Regions from separate parts of the Macaca mulatta genome. Here all the other regions are linked to region 4. The links are chromatin contacts, called in public Hi-C maps. All regions are on one chromosome and are shown on one strand. Each heading gives the region's core, a stretch centred on a gene start, on an enhancer-like site or on the middle of the called end of the contact. The rest is flanking DNA. Distances are from core to core; before and after follow the strand shown. Region 1 has its middle 70 kb from the start of SEPTIN5. Region 2 has its middle 92 kb from the start of SEPTIN5. Region 3 holds the start of GP1BB (glycoprotein Ib platelet subunit beta). Region 4 holds the start of CDC45 (cell division cycle 45).

Region 1 (2,703 bases), core at 8-2,507, 170 kb after region 4:
TTCCCATGAAGCACTCACTCCCCATCCCCATTGTCCCTGGCGCCCACCATTCTATTTCTGTCTCCATGGATTTGACTCCTCCACGTACCTCATGTAAGTGGAACCATGCAGTATTTGTATTTGGCTTTCTGTGACTGGTTTACTTCACTGAGCATAATGACCTCAGAGTTCATCCCCATTGTAACATGTGTCCGAATTCCTCCTCCTCCTCCTCCTTCTTCTCTCTTTTTTTTTTTTTTTTTTTTTGACAAGGTCTCACTCTGTCACTCAGGCTGGAGTGCAATGGCAGGATCATGGCTCACTGCAGCTTCAAACTCTAGGGCTCAAGAGCTCCTCCCGCTTCAGTCTTCCCAGTAGCTGGGACTATAGGCATGCACCACCATGCCTGGCTAGCATTTTATTTTTGTAGAGAGAGGGTCTTGCTAGGTTGCAGTCCTCCCACCTTAGCCTCCAAAGCGCTGTGATAACAGGTGTGAGCCACTGCACCCGGCCCAGAATTTCCTCCTTTTGAAGGCTGAGTGATGTTCCATTGTCTGCACACACACAGTTTGTTTGTCTTTTCATCCATCGATGGACACTTGTGTTGCCTACACCTACTCGTAGCTCCCTGGCTGTTATAAGTAGTGCACTATCTCTTGTGTGCAGATGTCTCATGGAGACCTTGCATTCCTGCCTGTGGCATTAGTGCAGGTGGCAGGCAGGTCGGTGGGCAAGCAGGTGTGCCCTGTGGATGAGGAGAAGCCTTTTCTGCTTAAAGCCCTGCATGGATGAAAAGTTGCAAAATACATTTGATTTTTACAATTTGTTCAAAATTAATCAAGCAAACACTGATTTTCATCTATTTTCTGAGCTCTCTGCTATAAAACAGAAAACCACCACCCTCTTTCCAGGGGAGCATCTTCTTCCTGCCTCCCCGCTTCCCTTCGGGCCGTGGCGGCATCCTCGGCTCCTCCCTAGCCCATTCATTACACACGGTTCTTCCTCCTCTGCATCTCGAGGCCACTGACTTCTTTGGGAGGTTCCTCTGAGCCACCTATGTGCGGGGTGGGTGGTCATGAAAAGACACCAGTTCCGCCTCCAGCCGGAAGTCCCTCAAAAGCGAAGGGCACTGAGGACAAAACCACCCACAAAACCACCCTTCCCTTCTCTAAAGGAGGAGGGGCGGTGCAAAACCCGTTCTTTAGAACAGGGTCCCCAACCCCTGGGCCGAGGAGTGGCCTATGAGAAACGGGCCTCACAGCAGGAGGTGTGCAGCGGACGAGTTAACCGCCGGAGCTCCGCCCCCTGTCAGATCAGCGGGGCGTTCCATGCTCACGGGAGCGCAAGTCTATCGTGAACTGCGCACGTCAGGGATCCAGGCGGTGCTCTCTTTCCGGGAATCTAATGTCTGCTGATCAGAGGTGGAACAATTTTACCCCGAAACTATCCCCCACCCAACCCCATCGGTGGAAAAATTGTCTTCCACGAAACCGGTCCCTGGTGTCAAGAAGGTTGGGGACCGCTGCTTTAGAGCATGTCCTCCGGGTGGAGGCCAAGAGTGGTACTTGCTCTCCGCGTGCTCTCAGCATCTGCTTTTGTGGTGGCTGCAGTCCAGTGGGTCTGAGAGGGGCAGAGCGCGGAGGTGTAGAAGGAGAGGAGGGAGGAAAAGGTGGGAGGAGAAGAGGAAGGGAAGGAGAATAGGTGGGGGAGGGGACAGAGGGGCAGTGTTGGCCGAGTAAGGGGGTCCGCTCCACGACATCCTGCGGTGCCCACGCAGCAGCGGTGCCAGGTCTTCCTTCCCCACCCATGCGTGGTTACCTGTGGCCGAAGCGGCAGGCGTGCAGGGTGTGACTGCAGAACTGTATGGATCAGACACCGTCTGCCTCCTAAGGGGGCTATGGGACCGAGGAGGTGGACCCCACGTTGGCCTTGACCAGCTCTGCCCACCTCCTTTTGGGAACAGATGTGCCAAGAACAGCCAGGCTAAGGAAACATGGCTCGCACACCAGGAGCCCTGGGGAAAGACTACAACGATCCTTTTAAAATTACTTTTTCCTGACTGTAGTCATAGTGTAATAATTTTAAAAAGTTCAGGAACCATAGAAAAGTATACAGAAGAAAATTAAAATTACCTGGTGCCGGCCGGGTGCGGTGGCTCACGCCTGTAATCCCAGCACTTTGGGAGGCCAAGGCCGGCAGATCACGAGGTCAGGAGATCGAGACCACCCTGGCTAACACGGTGAAACCCCGTCTCTACTAAAAATACAAAAAAAAAAAAAATTAGCCGGGTGTGGTGGCGGGCGCCTGTAGTCCCAGCTTCTCGGGAGGCTGAGGCGGGAGAATGGCGCCAAACCCAGGAGGCAGCGGAGCTTGCAGTGAGCCGAGATCCTGCCGCTGCACTCCAGGCTGGGCGACGGAGGGAGACTCCGTCTCAAAAAAAAAAAAAAAAAAAAAAAAATTGACCTGGTGCCCCCACCAAGCCACAGTGATCATTGTTCATGCCTTAGCAAATTTTCCTGGATTTTGGTAAACAGATATAAGTGCATATTTTAAGTGGCAATATTCTATATTTAGTTTTGATCCTTGTTTTTATCCCTTTAAAAGGATTTTTCATATCATTCAATCATCTCCTAATATACAGTTACCAGTAGCTGCCTTCATTCCATTAGACACTGAAATGGATTTAACTGTTCTCTGGTGGTTAGTTATACATTCTTGTATCTT
Region 2 (3,002 bases), core at 17-2,516, 150 kb after region 4:
CTTCCTTCCTTTCCATTTTCTTTTACAACAGCAAAACGATGCCAAGATTTTTCTGTGCTTCCCCTGTTATCGGCTGATTTATGGCCTCCCTCCCCAAGTCCCTATGTTGAAGTCCTAACCACCCAGTCCCAACCCCATATGACTGTATTTGGATAGAAGGTTTCTTTTTTTTCTTTCTTTCTTTTTCTTTCTTTCTTTCTTCCTTTCTTTTCTTCTCTCTTTTCTTTTCTTTCTTTCTTTCTCTTTCTTTCTTCTTCTTCTTTTTTTTTTTTTTTTTTTGAGACACAGTCTTGCTCTGTTGACCAGGCTGGAGTGCAGTGGTGCGATCTCAGCTCACTGCAACCCCTGCCACCTGGATTCAAGAAATTCTTGTGCCTCAGCCTCCTAAGTAGCTGGAACTACAGGTATGCACCACCATGCCTGGCTAATTTTTTGTATTTTTAGTAGAGACAGGATTTCACCATGTTAACCAGGCTGGTCTTGAACTCCTGACCTCAAGTGATCTAGCTGCCTTGGCCTCCCAAAGTGCTAGGATTACAGGCATGAGCCACCGCACCTGGCTGAGAGAGGGTCTTTAAACAGGTAATTTATTCAAAATGAGGTCATGGGGGTGGGCCCTACTTTGGTTTGACTGGTGTCCTATAAGAAAAGGAGACCAGGGCCTAGCAAGGTGGCTCCCAACACTTTGGGAGGCCAAAGCAGGAGGATTGCTCCAGCCCAGAAGTTCGAGACCAGCCTGGGCAACATGGTGAGACCCCCATCTCTACAAAAAATTTTAAAAATTAGCCAGGCTTGGTGAGGTGCACCCGTAGCCCCAGCTACTTGGGAGCCTGGGAGGCTGAGGCAAGAGGATCGCTTGAGCACTGGGAATGTGGGGCTTCGGTGAGCCATGATTGTGCCACTGCACTCCCATCTGGGCAACAGAGCAAGGTCCTGTCTCTAAAACTAAATAAAGAAAGAAAAAGGAGAGATTAGGACACAGGTATGCCCAGAGGGACAGCCCTCTGAGGGCATGGTGAGAAGACCGCCATCGACAAGCCCAGGAGAGGGTCCCTGGAAGACATAACCCTGCCCACGCCTTGATCCCAGACTTCCAGCCCCCAGAATATGAGACAATAAAGGTCTGCGGTGAGGCCACCAGCCAGTGGCACTTTGTAACGGCAGCCCCGGGAGGCCAAAACAGCTGCCTGTTCCCCACTTCCCTCTCCCAGCAGAAGCGCAGGGGCTGCTCCTGAGCCCCAGCTGCAGTCTGTCACTGTCAGCGCTAATGCGAAGCTCCCCTAAGGCTGACTTGACAGTATTGGCGAGTGGGCGTGACCGAGCAGCCTGCATCCGGTGCTGGTGAATGGGTACTTAGGTTCTTTATTGAAATGCTACTTGTAGCCCGCTGCTTCCCGGAGCTCTTGGCAACAGCCCAACTTTATGTTCCAAATAGGAAAAGGCTGCTTGATTTAAAGACTCGGACTTCATTAGGCGTTACCTTGATTTATGGAAAAATAATACTAAATGATTGCATAACAATGGCCCACTGCTCACCTACGTGTGGCCTGTGGCTAATAAAACCGGCACGTTCGGCTCTCCCGCGATGACATCAGCTTGTACCAACCCTTGTCTTCCACATGGGAAACGTGTTATGTGGTTCCAATTGTACCTTCACTTGGTGAAGGGTTGTGTTAAGTGATTCCAAAAATTGACTGTGTATATTTTCTCAAGGGAAGTTATTGTATATTATTTTAGCCGGGAACATCTCTTGCACACAATTACCAATCAGAAGTGAAGTGAAAATCAGGATTTGTCCCCCAGCCCACCTGGCGGATCTGACGCCGCCCCAGGCGCAGCCCGTGCGGGCGGGCGCTCTTCTTTCGGGCCAGGCACTAGGAGCCTTTGAGAGGCTGCAGGAGGAAGCCCGGCTTGAGGCCGTTCCTGTTTTGTCTCGCTGGAATTCAAAGATATTTGTTAATCCTTTCCCCCCACTTGAGTTGAGAAGGCCTGGAACGATGTTTCACAAGCTGTGCCCTGTAGAGCTCCTGGGGAAACTTGCTCAAAAGAATGACTTATCCAGGAGGGAACTAATATTTGCTTATTTTCCCCCCACCTAACTTCCCAAGGGAAGGCTAATCTGTAGAAACACAGAAACTTTGGAGGCCAATAAAATTGCAAGCAAGAGAAGGGAGATTGTTTCATTGTTGCTACCATGAAGGAGAGTTTGTTTTTACTGGATTTCTTTTTCCCTTCAGGAAGGCTCTGGGTAAGAGTCCTGATAGATTATTCCTGCACCCCTGGTTCTGGCTTTCCCCCCATTGTTTCAATTGCCCTGTTAATCACTACGATCTCAGTCAAGGTCAGTGCTGCTGTTTCATGTACTCGTGCCCCGCCTGCCCTCCTCTGCCGCGGATTCCCATGGGGATGTGTGTGGCCCTATGACCACCCTTCCGTGTCACCAATCACACGGAGTAGCCCTGAGGCCAGAGTGGGGTGTCGGCAGGGAGGCGGCACTTGGCATTTCCCAGCCTCTTCTTGGATGCCTGGGGTCCTCTTTGCGGGGTTTGGTGAGGTTCTGCTGGGGTGAGAGAGCTCGGCAGCCCCAACTGTGTCTGCTCACAGGCGAAGCATTTATGAGGCAGCTGGATCCCATAACAGAAACAGGGAAACCAGAGGCAGAAATGACATTACCGAGTGGCTTAGGGCACGGCCCTTGGGCATGCTAAGTCAGGGTTGGGGTAGCAAAGTATCATATAGGGAACTGAAATGCTTTTCAGTGCACAATGGCAGTGAACTGGATGGGAATCTTCCGGCCGGGAGAAGTCCAGACAGGGGGAAAAAAGTGTAGACAAGGAAAAGGAGTGAAAGACTGGACCTGGAGGGTGGGGCCTCATTCCCAGGAGAGTGGGCCCTGCCCCAGCAGCTTCCAGATGGAGACTTCAGGGACCTGGAGAGGGCAGGACCAGCCCCTCCACCCTCCCTGCCCTTCACCCTCAAGTTCACCTTCAGGGCTGTCTTCT
Region 3 (2,844 bases), core at 300-2,799, 250 kb after region 4:
GACTGCTGGGGCAGGGCGATGGAGGTGGCAAAGGCAGAACCAGAGGGCCTTGGCCTTGTCTCCTTCACACTGGGCCTGCTGGAGGAGGGCAAGGTCAGCCCAGTTGGGGGCAAGAGTCATTTGTTCTAGGAGTAAAGGACCTGTACCCCCTTCATCCAGAACTAGAAGGTAAAGGTCACCATGTCTTTGCTTGGCTGGGGTGGGTCATGCGGGCCCCACATGGTGCTTGGCAGGTATGGAGCACTTGGCCAGATCCAGAAGTGCAACAGTGGGCCAGGCCCTTAACCCCAACCCTCTTTCCATGGGTTACCAGAGGAAGGGGCTAGCCCAGTGGCACACCCTGGCTCCCAGATTTCTGACCTCCAGGGTTGGTGGCTTCAGGTACCCCAGCAACTTGAGTGGTGATAATGGAGACCATGCCAGGGGAAGGTGGCCACCAGGGCAGGGGCATCAGCACGGGGAGACATAGGCTTAGCCCTGGGGAGGGAAGGGGCAGCTGGAGGGTGTGGTTCTTGATGAGGGAGGAGATGAGGGTGGAGCATGCCTGGAAAGGCCCTGCAATGTGAAGCCCTGGAAGGCCATGGGCTCTGTCTCCAGCCAGTGGCAGAAAGGCCAGAAAGGGGCAACGCCAGGATCTCTTTGAGGAGAGGTCGTTGATGGTGATGCTGGAGGGGTGCCCTGGGAATTACATGCCCGTTTCCCATCAGTAACCCTGCAATTACGCTGACCGGGTGTGAGCCCTTCTCCCTCCTTCCCCCAGGAGAGCGCGCCCTTTGCTGTTATAGGCAGCAACACGGTGGTGGAGGCCAAGGGGCAGCGTGTCCGGGGCCGCCTGTACCCCTGGGGGATCGTGGAGGGTGAGTGGAGTCTTGGGGTACCAGGTCTGGTGGGGGAAGGCTGTCCTAGGCTGGCGCCAGCCCACCACCCACTCCCACCCCGCAGTGGAGAACCAGGCGCACTGCGACTTCGTGAAGCTGCGCAACATGCTCATCCGCACGCACATGCACGACCTCAAGGACGTGACGTGCGACGTGCACTACGAGAACTACCGCGCGCACTGCATCCAGCAGATGACCAGGTGCGCTCCCCAGCCCCAAGCCAGACCTCGCCCCTCCGGCCTCGCCCACGTCTCCATGACTGAGGGCCAGTCCTGTCAGCCCACTCAGACTTGAACCTTGCACAATCCCCCAAATCGCCCCCCCCTCTCCGAGTCTGGTTTCCCTAGAACCAGTCCAGGGCTGTGAGGGCTCCGGAGGGCAGGGCCTCAGCAGTGGTGGGGATGGGTCAGGCATCGCCAGCCCACGCTGAGCCTCCGGGTGGCGCCGCCCCGTCCCTCCCTTCCCCCGCAGCAAACTGACCCAGGACAGCCGCATGGAGAGCCCCATCCCGATCCTGCCGCTGCCCACCCCGGACGCCGAGACTGAGAAGCTTATCAGGATGAAGGATGAGGAAGTGTGTGGGGCGGTGGGGGTGGCGGAGGCGGGCAGCAGGGATGCGCTTCCACGGTGCTGCTCACTGGCCCGGTTGTCTCCGCCCGCCCGCCCGCAGCTGAGGCGCATGCAGGAGATGCTGCAGAGGATGAAGCAGCAGATGCAGGACCAGTGACGCTCGTCGCGGACACACCGTCCGTCTCCGGGACGCCCTCCCACCCCTGGACCCCAGACCGGACTGTTCCCGACCCGGAGACGCGGGGCCACAGCCCCCAGCTGACCCTAATTTATTCTCAGCACCACCCCCTCCCAGGTCATTCGTATCTGCTTCCGAGGGGCCTGGACTGTAGCCCCCGCCCAGCTGGCCCTCTCTGGCCTTGGGGGATCAGGAGCGAAGTTGGGCGGTACTTCAAAGATCCGCCTCTCTTGCCCTTCCCCCGCCCCCAGACGGTCACACCACCCAAACTGCAGGCCCTGCTCTAGCAGGCAGGCAAACCTAGGCAGAAGAGGATTCCCAGGGTCCTGGGTCTGTTGCCTGCCCCAGTGCTGCAGAACGGACTTGGGAGCCCTCCTTTGCCTGCTCCCGCGGGTCACCCAGCAAGTGCTGAGACCCCATTTTCTGTCGAGGGGGGCCGGGTCTTCCCTTAGCCCCAGAAGCCCAGCGGGCAGGGTTGGGCTGAATCAAATGGGAGCTCTCCAGACTTAAGGAGGTGAGAGGCTGCAAGGAGGGCGGGCCGTGACCACCCACACCCCTTCTCCACAGCCCGGCCTGATCTGGAGGACCCCCGGGGCACTGGGCGGTGAGCCACCTCCTGGCAACTCTCGGTGCCGTCCCCTGCCCTGGCTCGAGGCCTCCCCAGCACAGCTGTGGTGTGCCGGGATCCCGAGCCTCGGCCTCCTGATCTTACCACCCGCATGATCCCTTCCCGCCACACGATGCTCCTTTTTGTTCCGTTGTGAATGCCGCGTCCTGTCCTGGTGACAGGAGAACAATGTTGGTGAACGTCGCAGCGGGTGTCCGAGTGCTCCGTGTGCCCCTGAGAGCGGGTGGGAGCGGAAGCCAGGGCGGCCTGCGGCCTCCGGCGATAGTGTGCTATCTGCCGCTGCAGCACGCGTCCGCGCGGCCTCTGGGCTATTTCTGGCCGGGCCGCAGCACTGTGGTCGGTGCGGGCGTGGCGGGGGCGGGAGCGCTTTATCGCTCGGCTCTCCCGCCTACGCGTCCCGCTCCAGAGTAAGCTGGGCCGCCGTCTTCTAGCCATGGGCTCCGGTGAGTCTGGAGTCCGGTCGGGCCCCCGGCTGCTCCCTAGGCCGACCCGGGTTGAGAGGCGCTCTGGTCCTCTGGCTGTAGCTGGGAGAGACTTGGGTCAGACTTAGAGGGGACTTCCAAACGGCGCGCGGGGTGGTCAGGGTGGAG
Region 4 (2,897 bases), core at 333-2,832:
GTAAATCCGCACAAAGGGGCAACATACTTAACAACCTGCCTGCAGTTTACCCATGAACCCGACCTTCTGCTCCTTCTTTGCTACTCCAGATCCCATCTCTCAATTTCCTTTTCAATGCCGAGACCTAGCACATTGTGTGGAACATATCAGGTATTCTTGAGTGGATGAACTCAAGAATTGAAATAAGCCAGGGTTTGACAGTGGCACACTTAGAATAAAATCTGACAATCATTCTTTGTCTTTACTGAAATAAACAGGTGACAGGAAGACAATACCGTAGAGTGCTTTGCAGCCAGACAGACTTGACTTCAACTCTCCACTCCCTACTTTTGTGACTCGAATAAAGTATCTCTGTAAACGTTAGTTTTCTTATGTTCAAAATAATCATCCTAGCTTCCAAAGGAATTGCAGGGATTAAAAGAAATAAGGCGTGATGAGGGAGTACAGGTGTTAAAAGCTAAGTAACAGGAAATGTACCAGCAGGTATTAGCTTCCATCGTTATCATTAGCGAACACAACACCGCTGTACAGATCCGAAGGCACGAACCTGTAGGCACGGAGCTCACGGAACTGGGGCAAGAGCTGGGTGTCCCCCAAGACCGGGCATGCCCTCTAAGATTTCTCCCTGGGGAGCGCCTGATTCTGTTTCCATCCCCAGCAACCTTGCAACTAACTTTGGGTTTATGGAAACCTGTTGCGCGTCCAGCACATGGAAAACCCGTGAATGGACACTAACTTTCCTTTCTTTCGTCAACGACGGCAAGTCCGGCTGAGACGGAATGCAAGCCACGTTCAGGACTGGCGGACGCGACCACAGGCGGTTAGTGGTCAAGGGTTCTGCTTGTGCCCAGTACGGCCGATGAGCCGGCAGGCCTGACTCAGGCCCAGGTGACTCGGCACCTCCGCCGCCGTCCCGCGCCGCCCCGCCGGGCCCTAACTCAGGCCCCGGGCCAGACCCCCAGACCCCGCCCGCTGCCCGTCAGCGCTTACCATGATGGACACCACCTCGGAGACTCCGCTTCTCTCCGGCAATACGACGAACGTACCCCGCCGACCGCTCTCCCAGCCTCCGCCGCCTCTGCCGCGCCAAGCCGGTACGCCCCAGAGGCTCACCGGAAGTGCCGGACCCGAGACCCGGAGGGGGGTGCCCGGGACAAAGCGTCGGCTGCAAAAGAGAACAGGCCAGGCGAAGACGCTAGGCTCTAAAACACCCTCAGCAGAAGCATTAAAATGACCTTTCGTGATTTATTTCCCCGTTAGTAGGTACTTTTTAAAGTTATTTTAAATTACGTTTTGATAGTTTTCAACCCCTCCAGACGAATTTAGTAGGGCCCATTGTCTTTACGACTACACTACCCAGAATGCACTACCCAGAATGCCTCTGCTTCAGCCATCTAGGACTCGGGCGGAACTAAGCTACAAATCCTTCTTCAGACCACACCAAAAACCTATTGCAAACGTAACTGCTGCCCCATTCGGTATGTGACTGAGTTTAATGTATGGCTAGAAGTAGTGTACTTTCTCTGGGGGTTCCCAGTGGGAGGCAGTAGGCTTCTCTTCCCAAAGTAAAGATGTCCGCCGAGCGTCGCGTTTCTGGGTAAAAGCGAGTCAGAGTTGAAAGGGGCAACAGCGCTTGCGTTCGGCCTCAGAGGTGACCCTTCTTTTGGGACGGGCTGGAGTTTTCTAGCCGTGAATGGCAGAGCGCTAATGGCCGCCTCCAATGTGGTCCAATCAGAAAGAAAGGAAGGCTGGGAACTAAGAGGCTATTGGTTGGTGATTCCTGGACCAATCGGAGGAGCCGTGATTTGGCGGGAGTCTTGACCGCCGCCGGGGCTCCTGGTACCTCAGCGCGAGCGCCAGGCGTACGGCCGCCGTGGCTATGTTCGTGTCCGATTTCCGCAAAGAGTTCTACGAGGTGGTCCAGAGCCAGGTGACGCCCAATCTGGGATCCCCGCCGAGGCCTTGCTGGTGGGGAAGGGATGAGGAGGAGCGGCCGTGGGTGACCGGGAGGCAGGGGAGGGCCGGGGTTCGGGTCGCCGCGTTCAGCCCGTCCGCTCTTTCCCCGATAGAGGGTCCTTCTCTTCGTGGCCTCGGACGTGGATGCTCTGTGTGCGTGCAAGATCCTTCAGGTGAGTTCTGCGGGGCCTGGGAGGGCGGGGCCGGCGCGAGAGGTGAGGGTGCTGCGTGGGGGCGCAGGGCGGGCAGAGAGTCAGGATGGATGCTGAGGGCTTAGCCCCGGAGAGGAAGCCGGGCAGGAGGTGAGCAGCAGGTGAGAGGAGAAGTTGCCTCCCTGTCCCAACGGTGTGGGGTGGGATAGAGGATTAAGTAAAAGGTAAAGAGACTAGTTTGTATTTTTGCAATAAACTATTAATATGAATAGGTGAACAAAGCAGTTGGCGTTTGGGGGAAACTTTGGATCTGTAGTGGCCTCTCAAATGGGGGATTTGAGAGAGAGAGGAATCTGTGACAACTCTGGGTACAGTTGTGTCGTAGGTGTTGCTGGGAATATGGGAGCCCCTAGTCTATTAGGGAGGATCGTTAGTTTGGTTTTGAATAGGGCATGGTATGTACATTGTTTTGGTCTGGCCCTTGGATCAGGAACTTTTCAGACGGCCTGGAAGTTAAATCGGCATTTCCCACCGATGTTTTAATTTGGTAATTTGCAAAATTCACAGGATGGTATGGTAAACACTCGTATGCCTAGCACCTAGCTTTTCCCGGAAGCATTTCACTAACTTTAGTGTTATCCCGTGTCTTTTATCTCTCAACCCATCTAATCTAACTCGGTTTCTTTTCAAGGTAAATTGCCAATGTCCTAAATAAGATAGGCTTTGAAAACACTCTCTCTCCAGGCCTTGTTCCAGTGTGACCACGTGCAGTATACGCTGGTTCCAGTT

What was found. A called contact is a pair of places that touch in the nucleus more often than the background predicts.
Region 1: a Hi-C map of CD4 T cells shows a contact between it and region 4, with 4 times the contacts expected there. The contact joins the enhancer-like site here to the promoter of CDC45 in region 4. A contact is called at or near these places in 4 of 14 Hi-C or Micro-C datasets (CD4 T cells, cortical neurons, fetal cortex germinal zone and 1 more).
Region 2: a Hi-C map of fetal cortex germinal zone shows a contact between it and region 4, with 3 times the contacts expected there. The contact joins the enhancer-like site here to the promoter of CDC45 in region 4. A contact is called at or near these places in 3 of 14 Hi-C or Micro-C datasets (fetal cortex germinal zone, fetal cortical plate and liver).
Region 3: a Hi-C map of fetal cortex germinal zone shows a contact between it and region 4, with 4 times the contacts expected there. The contact joins the promoter of GP1BB here to the promoter of CDC45 in region 4. A contact is called at or near these places in 2 of 14 Hi-C or Micro-C datasets (fetal cortex germinal zone and fetal cortical plate).

What each region holds. Positions count from the first base shown.
Region 1 is chr10:33,059,140-33,061,842 of T2T-MMU8v2.0, reverse strand. No RefSeq gene overlaps it. Among named protein-coding and RNA genes, the nearest start is that of SEPTIN5, 70 kb to the right of the region's middle. Within about 2 kb of position 1,257, at least 17 of the 40 cell types and tissues checked have an H3K27ac peak or open chromatin away from gene starts, as enhancers often do. A contact at or near this core is called in CD4 T cells, where this site is marked.
Region 2 is chr10:33,080,340-33,083,341 of T2T-MMU8v2.0, reverse strand. No RefSeq gene overlaps it. Among named protein-coding and RNA genes, the nearest start is that of SEPTIN5, 92 kb to the right of the region's middle. Within about 2 kb of position 1,266, at least 18 of the 40 cell types and tissues checked have an H3K27ac peak or open chromatin away from gene starts, as enhancers often do. A contact at or near this core is called in fetal cortex germinal zone and fetal cortical plate, where this site is marked.
Region 3 is chr10:32,981,039-32,983,882 of T2T-MMU8v2.0, reverse strand. GP1BB (glycoprotein Ib platelet subunit beta) reads left to right here and starts at 1,549. Exons shown (of 2, transcript XM_015149714.2): 1 at 1,549-2,697. The coding sequence starts at 2,688. It overlaps SEPTIN5 (septin 5), which reads left to right. Exons shown (of 11, transcript XM_077950910.1): 8 at 761-857; 9 at 943-1,078; 10 at 1,350-1,452; 11 at 1,549-2,437. The coding sequence ends at 1,605.
Region 4 is chr10:33,228,521-33,231,417 of T2T-MMU8v2.0, reverse strand. It overlaps CDC45 (cell division cycle 45), which reads left to right and starts at 1,582. Exons shown (of 19, transcript XM_028827988.2): 1 at 1,582-1,930; 2 at 2,070-2,129; 3 at 2,853-2,897. The coding sequence starts at 1,880. UFD1 (ubiquitin recognition factor in ER associated degradation 1) reads right to left here and starts at 1,033. Exons shown (of 12, transcript NM_001257731.1): 1 at 991-1,033. The coding sequence starts at 993.